Linked DNA regions of Mus musculus: region 1 is linked to region 2. The links are chromatin contacts, called in public promoter capture Hi-C maps. All regions are on one chromosome and are shown on one strand. Each heading gives the region's core, a stretch centred on a gene start, on an enhancer-like site or on the middle of the called end of the contact. The rest is flanking DNA. Distances are from core to core; before and after follow the strand shown. Region 1 holds the start of Nsun5 (NOL1/NOP2/Sun domain family, member 5). Region 2 holds the start of 4933404O12Rik (RIKEN cDNA 4933404O12 gene).

Region 1 (3,215 bases), core at 5-2,504, 1.5 Mb after region 2:
TAAAACCCTCCAGTGGGAGAAGTAGGTACCTGTCCAGATGGTCATGTCAATAGAGTTCTCTTGCCCAAGATCACAAAAGAAATTAATGGCATGATGTTAGGGCAAATGTCCATAATGCCAGCAACATCAGATGCATAAGCAAGAAAACTACAAGCTAACTGGGTAATGGTGCCTTTAATCCCAGCACTCAAGAGGCAGAGACAAGCGGTTCTCTGTAAGTTCGAGGTCAGCCTGATCTACAGAGTGAGTTCCAGAACAGCCTGGGTGACACAGAGAAAGCCTGTCTCTAAAGACCGAAGAGGACGAAAGGGGGAGAAGGAAGAGGAGGCAACGGAGGCGGTGGCTCAGCAGTAGGGTAGGAAGCTTGCTTAGTATCCACCAGAGAAGAAATAGGGATTGCAGCTCAGCAATAAGCACCTGCCTAGAATCCCCCAGTGAGGGGCTGGGGGTACTGCTCAAAAATAGAGCATCTGTCTAGTGATGCTGTCCAATGAGGTGTTGTGGGTGTGACTCAGTGGGAGAACTCTTCTATGGCTTGTTGGAGACTCTGGGTTCAATCTCCCAGCATTACAAAAAGACAGGCATCCAGGCAGGCGGGTAAAGAGACGAGAGCAAATGCCATCTGCAAACCCCGTGTCCTGCCCCATGCCTGAAGCTCCCCCTCCCCACCCTACCCCACCCCCCAGGTCGCCAGCAGAGCTCTGGACCCCGACCGACCTTGCCATCATCACCCTGTCCGGTAGGTAGCCTCAGCCACTACTAGTTTGCACCTTCGTCCTACTTAGCCCTTCCTGCAATGCTCCAAGGGGAGTCACATCTGACCCAGCTCAACTGGGACCCCAGAAAGAAGTGTGAGAGCCACGCACGGGTAACAGCCTCTGGCCGCCGCTCACCTTGGCAAGGTGCGGTCTCAGCTTCTTCTCGGCGCGAAGGAGCCCAGCACTGGCGATGACAGCGTCCAGCACGGCCGAGTAGCGCTGCGTCTCGCACACCAGAGCGTACAACTGCTTCAGGTTCTGTGCGACACAGGGGACACCCGCTGCACCCCACGCGGGCCTCGCCTCGCCTCGCCCTCCCGCCCGGACAAGCCCCGCTCCCCAGCCCGGCTTGCCAGCCCCCGGCCTCACTACCTGGAAGTTGCTGGAATACACCAACCCCTTGAGGGAGCCCTGGCGGCTTTCCACGCCGGCCAGCACCGCCGCGGCGGCCGCGTACAGCCCCATGCTCTCCCCGCCTCAAGCGCTCTACGACACTGTCGCAAAACTCGGGCTGGCTTTACGGCCGCCGCAACAATTTGTACAACCGGATTTCCGGAGTCAAAGGGTTCGCTGCTTTCCGTTTTCAGCGTCCAAAAATTAATCTTAGGCTCTAAATCCGAGCGGGCTGGCTCACGCCTTTAATCCTAGCGCGCGGGAAACAGAGGCAGAAGGATCTTTGCGAGTTTAAGGTCAGCTAGGTCTAAGTAGTTACAGGACAGCCAGAGCTACATAATGAGGTCCTGTATGTAGAATGAAAAAAGTCTACTTTCTTTTTAGAATTCAGTGTAGCTATTTTGTAGTTTGTTGTTGTGGATTGGTTTTTTTTTTGTTTGTTTGTTTGTTTTTGTTGTTTTTTTGAGACAGGGTTTCTCTGTGTATCCCCTGGCTGTCTCTGTAGAGACCAGGCTGGCCTCGAACTCAGAAATCCGCCTGCCTCTGCCTCCCAAGTGCTTTTATTAAAGGCGTGCACAACCACGCCAGGCTATTTTGTAGTTTTTAATTTTTTTTTTAAGACTTTGGAACTCAGAAGGCTACGCAGACTCTCCTAGCAGTCCTGTGTCAGCCTCTCCCTGTGACCGGATGAAAGGTTCAGTAATAAAGCACGTGCCTTGATGCCTCCACTGAGAGGTTGGGATGTGGCTCAGTGGTAGAGCCCCTGCCTAGAATCCCCCAGGGAGGGGCTGGGGCGTGGCTCAGTGGTAGAGTCCCTGCCTAGAATCCCCCAGGGAGGGGCTGGGGGCGTGGCTCAGTGGTAGAGCACCTGCCTAGAATCCACTGGTGTGCTTGGAGTTGTTGAACACCCATCTAGTAAATGTGGCTCTCTGGGACCCTAGCGCTGGAAAAAGTAGATTGTTTAAAAAAAAAAAAAAAGTGGGTGTTTAATAGGGCCGACAGACATTGTCCCTCGGAGTAGAGCACTTGCCTAGCATGTGCAAAGCCCTGGGATCAATTCTCAACATTGATGAGGAGGACCAATGATGGGACTCAATCTATATAGAGGGCTTGCCTAACAGGCAGAAAGCCTTTGGTTCCAATCCTTCCACTGTATAAACCGGGCATGATGGTACGCTCCTGATGGCTCACTGGTTAAGAGCACTGTCTGCTTTTCCAAAGGTCCTGAGTTCAATTCCCAGGAACCACATGGTGGTTCACAACCATCTATAAGGGGATCTGATGCCCTCTTCTCACATCTTTTAAGAAAAGAAGGAAGGAAAGGAAGAAAGATTGATTTGAGGTCATCTTTGGCTAGCCAATTCACACCAGCCTGGACTACATGAGACAATCAAAATAATGGTAGTTGGGCCTAAGAAAGGTGGCTCAGACCTTAAGAGCACATACTGTTCCCAGACATGTTAGGCAATCAAAACCTTTTGTAATGCCACCTCCAAGGGATTCCATAGTTTCTGACTGTTGGCTTACAGACAATTCTGCTAGGCTCTGCTCAATAGCAACTTAGCAACAGCTTGCGTCATCGGCTGCCACTTATGCGGCTTGCCAGGTACAGCAGCAGTGTTGAAGAGGACTGCTAGTCACTACCCAAGTCTCCTCTCCTTTCACTCTCGCTGTCCCCACGTGTTCCTGGCCCGCCTGTCTCTTCTTCTTTCTGCCCCACCCCCTTCCCTCCCTCTACCCTTTTCCAAGTCCCCACTCTCTTTCCTTTCCCAACAAACTTTATACTAGGCCTATCGCGTGATTCCTCAAGGGGACGCCTTGGCAGCGCCTGCCAGGCACCTTCTTACTCCGGTCATGACACCTCTGTGGGCACAGCACCCGCAAGCATTCACCTACATAAAAATAAGTATTAAAATAGTAGTAGTAATAATTAATGAGAAAAATGTCAAATGCATTGTTTTTAATAGATGTTTGAAGGCCCCAGTGATAACGTTTAAATATGTGAGGAAATGTTTCTGCCCTCTGCTGGACAAGTTGGGAAGCACAGGGCTACTTTATTTTTTA
Region 2 (3,100 bases), core at 220-2,719:
CCTGGTCTGCATCTTGTTATGTAGATCAGGCTAGCCTCAAATTAGTCTTGACTTCCCCGTCTCTACCTTGTGAGCACTGGAATCGCACGCATGTGCAACCAGCCTGGCTATTTATTTATTTTTAATCATGATTTCCCTAAAGTCTGTAATCCCAGGACTGGGGGAAGCTGAGGCAGGAGGATGACTATAAGTTCCAAGCCAGCCTAGGGTTACATATACAGACCTTATTTCAAACAAAACCAAGATAGGTGGTGAGATAGCTCAGCAGGTAAATGTGATCACTCACTGCATCACATGAGTGCAATCCCCCAGACCCACGTGGCAAAAGGAAAGGATCAATTTCTGAACCCAGAAAGTTTTCTGACCACTACATGCCCTCCCCCTAAATACATACGGCAACAACCAAAACAAACATCAGACTAAAAACAAACAAAACAGAAAACAACAAAATCCCCCCAAAACAAAACAAAAACCAACCAATCAAACAAAAGCACCCGCCAGCCTTGTCATTTACTGGAGTATCAACGCGTTTGCTCTTAGGAAGCAGTGAAGCTTCCGAGGGCAAACACTGCTAGGTACTGCAGATCTGTGTCTGTCGGCCCCAGCTAGACCATGGATGAGGGGTACCTTATCGACTCTAACCCCAGCTCCCTCTTCTTTAATAGTGGAGGGCTGTGGCTGTGGCAGCACCCATCACTACTTATTGTGTGTGGTGTATGCATGCTGACATATGCTTGAGAGCTCGTGTGCAACTGCAGGGGCCACAGGAAGTTATTACTCCCAGCTTCATTCCCCAGAGCCAGGGTCCGTCTCTGAACTTGAAGGTAGACTAGGCTGGCGGCTAGGGTCTCTGATCCCACATGTTGGTTGTGTCCCTGTCTCCCTGCTGGGGATTCGAGCGGTTTCTCAAGGTTGCAAAAGCTCTCTTACCCCTGTGTCATCTCCCCAGCCCATGGACAGCACCTAATTGCTCCGATCACCAGGATCCATTCTGCTATTCCGGACAACGTGAAGGAACTAGACGGTTAACCCAGAGTCACATCACCGGGGGGGGGGGGGGGGGGGTTTCAGGACTGGAGAGGTGGCCTGCGCCCCCACCCACCCCCACCCCCCGGCTCAGGGCTGGGCTTCCCGCGCATCCAGTCCCAGGTCTTGTCCTGATTTCCCGGCTGAAAATCCTCACCGTGGAAGGCTGAACCGAGCCGCGAACACATGAGGAGCCCCGGTTCCCGCCTCAGACCTGCAACTAACGACAGCTTGCTCGCGCCTAACTACATTTCCCAGAGTTTTCAGCGGCAAGCCGTTAGCGGGGCTCGCGACAGAAAATTCATTGGCGCCGAGGTGGTGGTGGCCGGTGACCAGCAAGGTGAATACGCAGATCTGTCGCTAACCCTCACACCTTTCACCCTGTCTACGCGCTCGCCACCACCTGATGCTCACTTCTGGTGTGGGAGGAGGCAGAGCAAGACAAGCCGTTGCCTGGAAAGGAACCAGAACTACAACTCCCAGAATGCTTCGGCATGGACAGCCTCCTGCTTCTCCGAGTAGCCCTAGAAACCGTTGTAGTTGCCACAGAGACTATTCTCAGATTATTTGGGCTCTGCAAGCCAGCGAGCGAAGGAGCAGAAGCCAGATTAGGGGAACGATAAAGGACAAAAGACGATATTTGACTTAAACAATGCTGACGAATACATTGCCATTTTTTCTTCCCACGGATGATCAGGGCCAGAGCAAAGGGCGAACAGCCTTCTAGGAAATGCAGAGAAGCTGCCACAGGAGCTATGGGAAACGTAGTCCATTGATTACTAGCCACGCCTTTAAGGAGAATTCAAACACAGTATTTGCCTTATAAGTACTTAAATAGTATTTAGAAAGTCCCTTTTTTATATTTACCCTCGGAGCCGTTTCAGACACTGCATATCCTAAGTGGAGCTTGTACCTGGCTAGCCTGTCTTCAGCCATCTTCCTTTAAGGTTTGTTGTACACAAAAGTAGACCAAAGGAACCTGTGGCTATTACGATTAATACATACTTCATAAATGTGATGGTTTGTATATTCTTGGGCCAGGGAGTGGCACCATTTGGAGGTGTGACCTGGTTGGAGTAGGTGTGCCTCTGTGGGTGTGAGTTTAAGATTCTCACCCTAGTTGCCTAGGAGTCAGTCTTCCACTAGCCGCCTTTGGATGAAGACATAGAACTCTCAGCTCCTCCTGCACCATGCCTGCCTGGATACTGCCATGCTCCCACCTTGATAATGGACTGAACCTCTGAACCTGTAAGCCAGCCCCAATTAAATGTTTTTATAAGACTTGCCTTGGTCATGGTGTCTGTTCACAGCAGTAAAACCATAACTAAGACAATAACCTATACGGTAGGAAGAAATCTTGAAAACTACTAACGGCTTGTTCTGAGTTAACCTTCAAACTAAATGTTCACTCCAGGACACAATAGGAATGAAAGGCCTGGGTATGAATCTTTCTCTTGCTACACACTGAGAGACGGTAACTAAGGAGACTGGGATCCCAAGAGACAGTGCCAACCACCTGACCAGAGGGTTTGGATAACGATGGCCTTTGTTCTATAATCTGACCAAAACTCTGATAAGACTATAGATGTAGAAGACGGAGCTCATTTTGATTTTCACAGGCTGAGTATCTGGAATCCTGAAGTGGACCTGGGCCACACTGAGGCTTTGGAAACAAGAGGCATGCTTTCAAAGGCTGTATAAAGAGCAACAGAGAGGCCTGCAGCTCTGTGGGTAGACACCTGGCTAACAGGAAGCCCATCTGGCTCCCATCTGTAGCATCACATAAACTGGGCATGGGTAATGGCGGCCTGTGAGAGTGAAGGCAGAAGGATCAGGGATTCAAGGTTATTGTGGGAAGCCACATGTGCCGTTGCAGGGTGGCGCTGGCTTCCGCTGGCCACCATGCATACATAGGCAGTAAAGTTCTTTTGCCAAGATGAGGTTTTGAGAATTAACCAAAATTAACCAATCAGATGAGAGAGGTTAACCAATCAGATGTAGGCATGCAAATGAGGTGGTAAACATAACCCAAGCACAACCAATCCGGGTGTGAGACACGCCTCTCCTAGGCCTA

The links. Capture Hi-C pulls out chosen DNA fragments and counts their contacts.
Region 1: a contact with region 2 is called in a promoter capture Hi-C map of liver, with 3 times the contacts expected there. The contact joins the promoter of Nsun5 here to the promoter of 4933404O12Rik in region 2.

Annotation. Positions count from the first base shown.
Region 1 is chr5:135,367,992-135,371,206 of GRCm38.p6, reverse strand. Nsun5 (NOL1/NOP2/Sun domain family, member 5) reads right to left here and starts at 1,254. Exons shown (of 10, transcript NM_145414.2): 1 at 1,131-1,254; 2 at 894-1,016. The coding sequence starts at 1,223.
Region 2 is chr5:136,917,515-136,920,614 of GRCm38.p6, reverse strand. It overlaps 4933404O12Rik (RIKEN cDNA 4933404O12 gene), which reads right to left and starts at 1,469. Exons shown (of 4, transcript NR_015555.1): 1 at 1,184-1,469.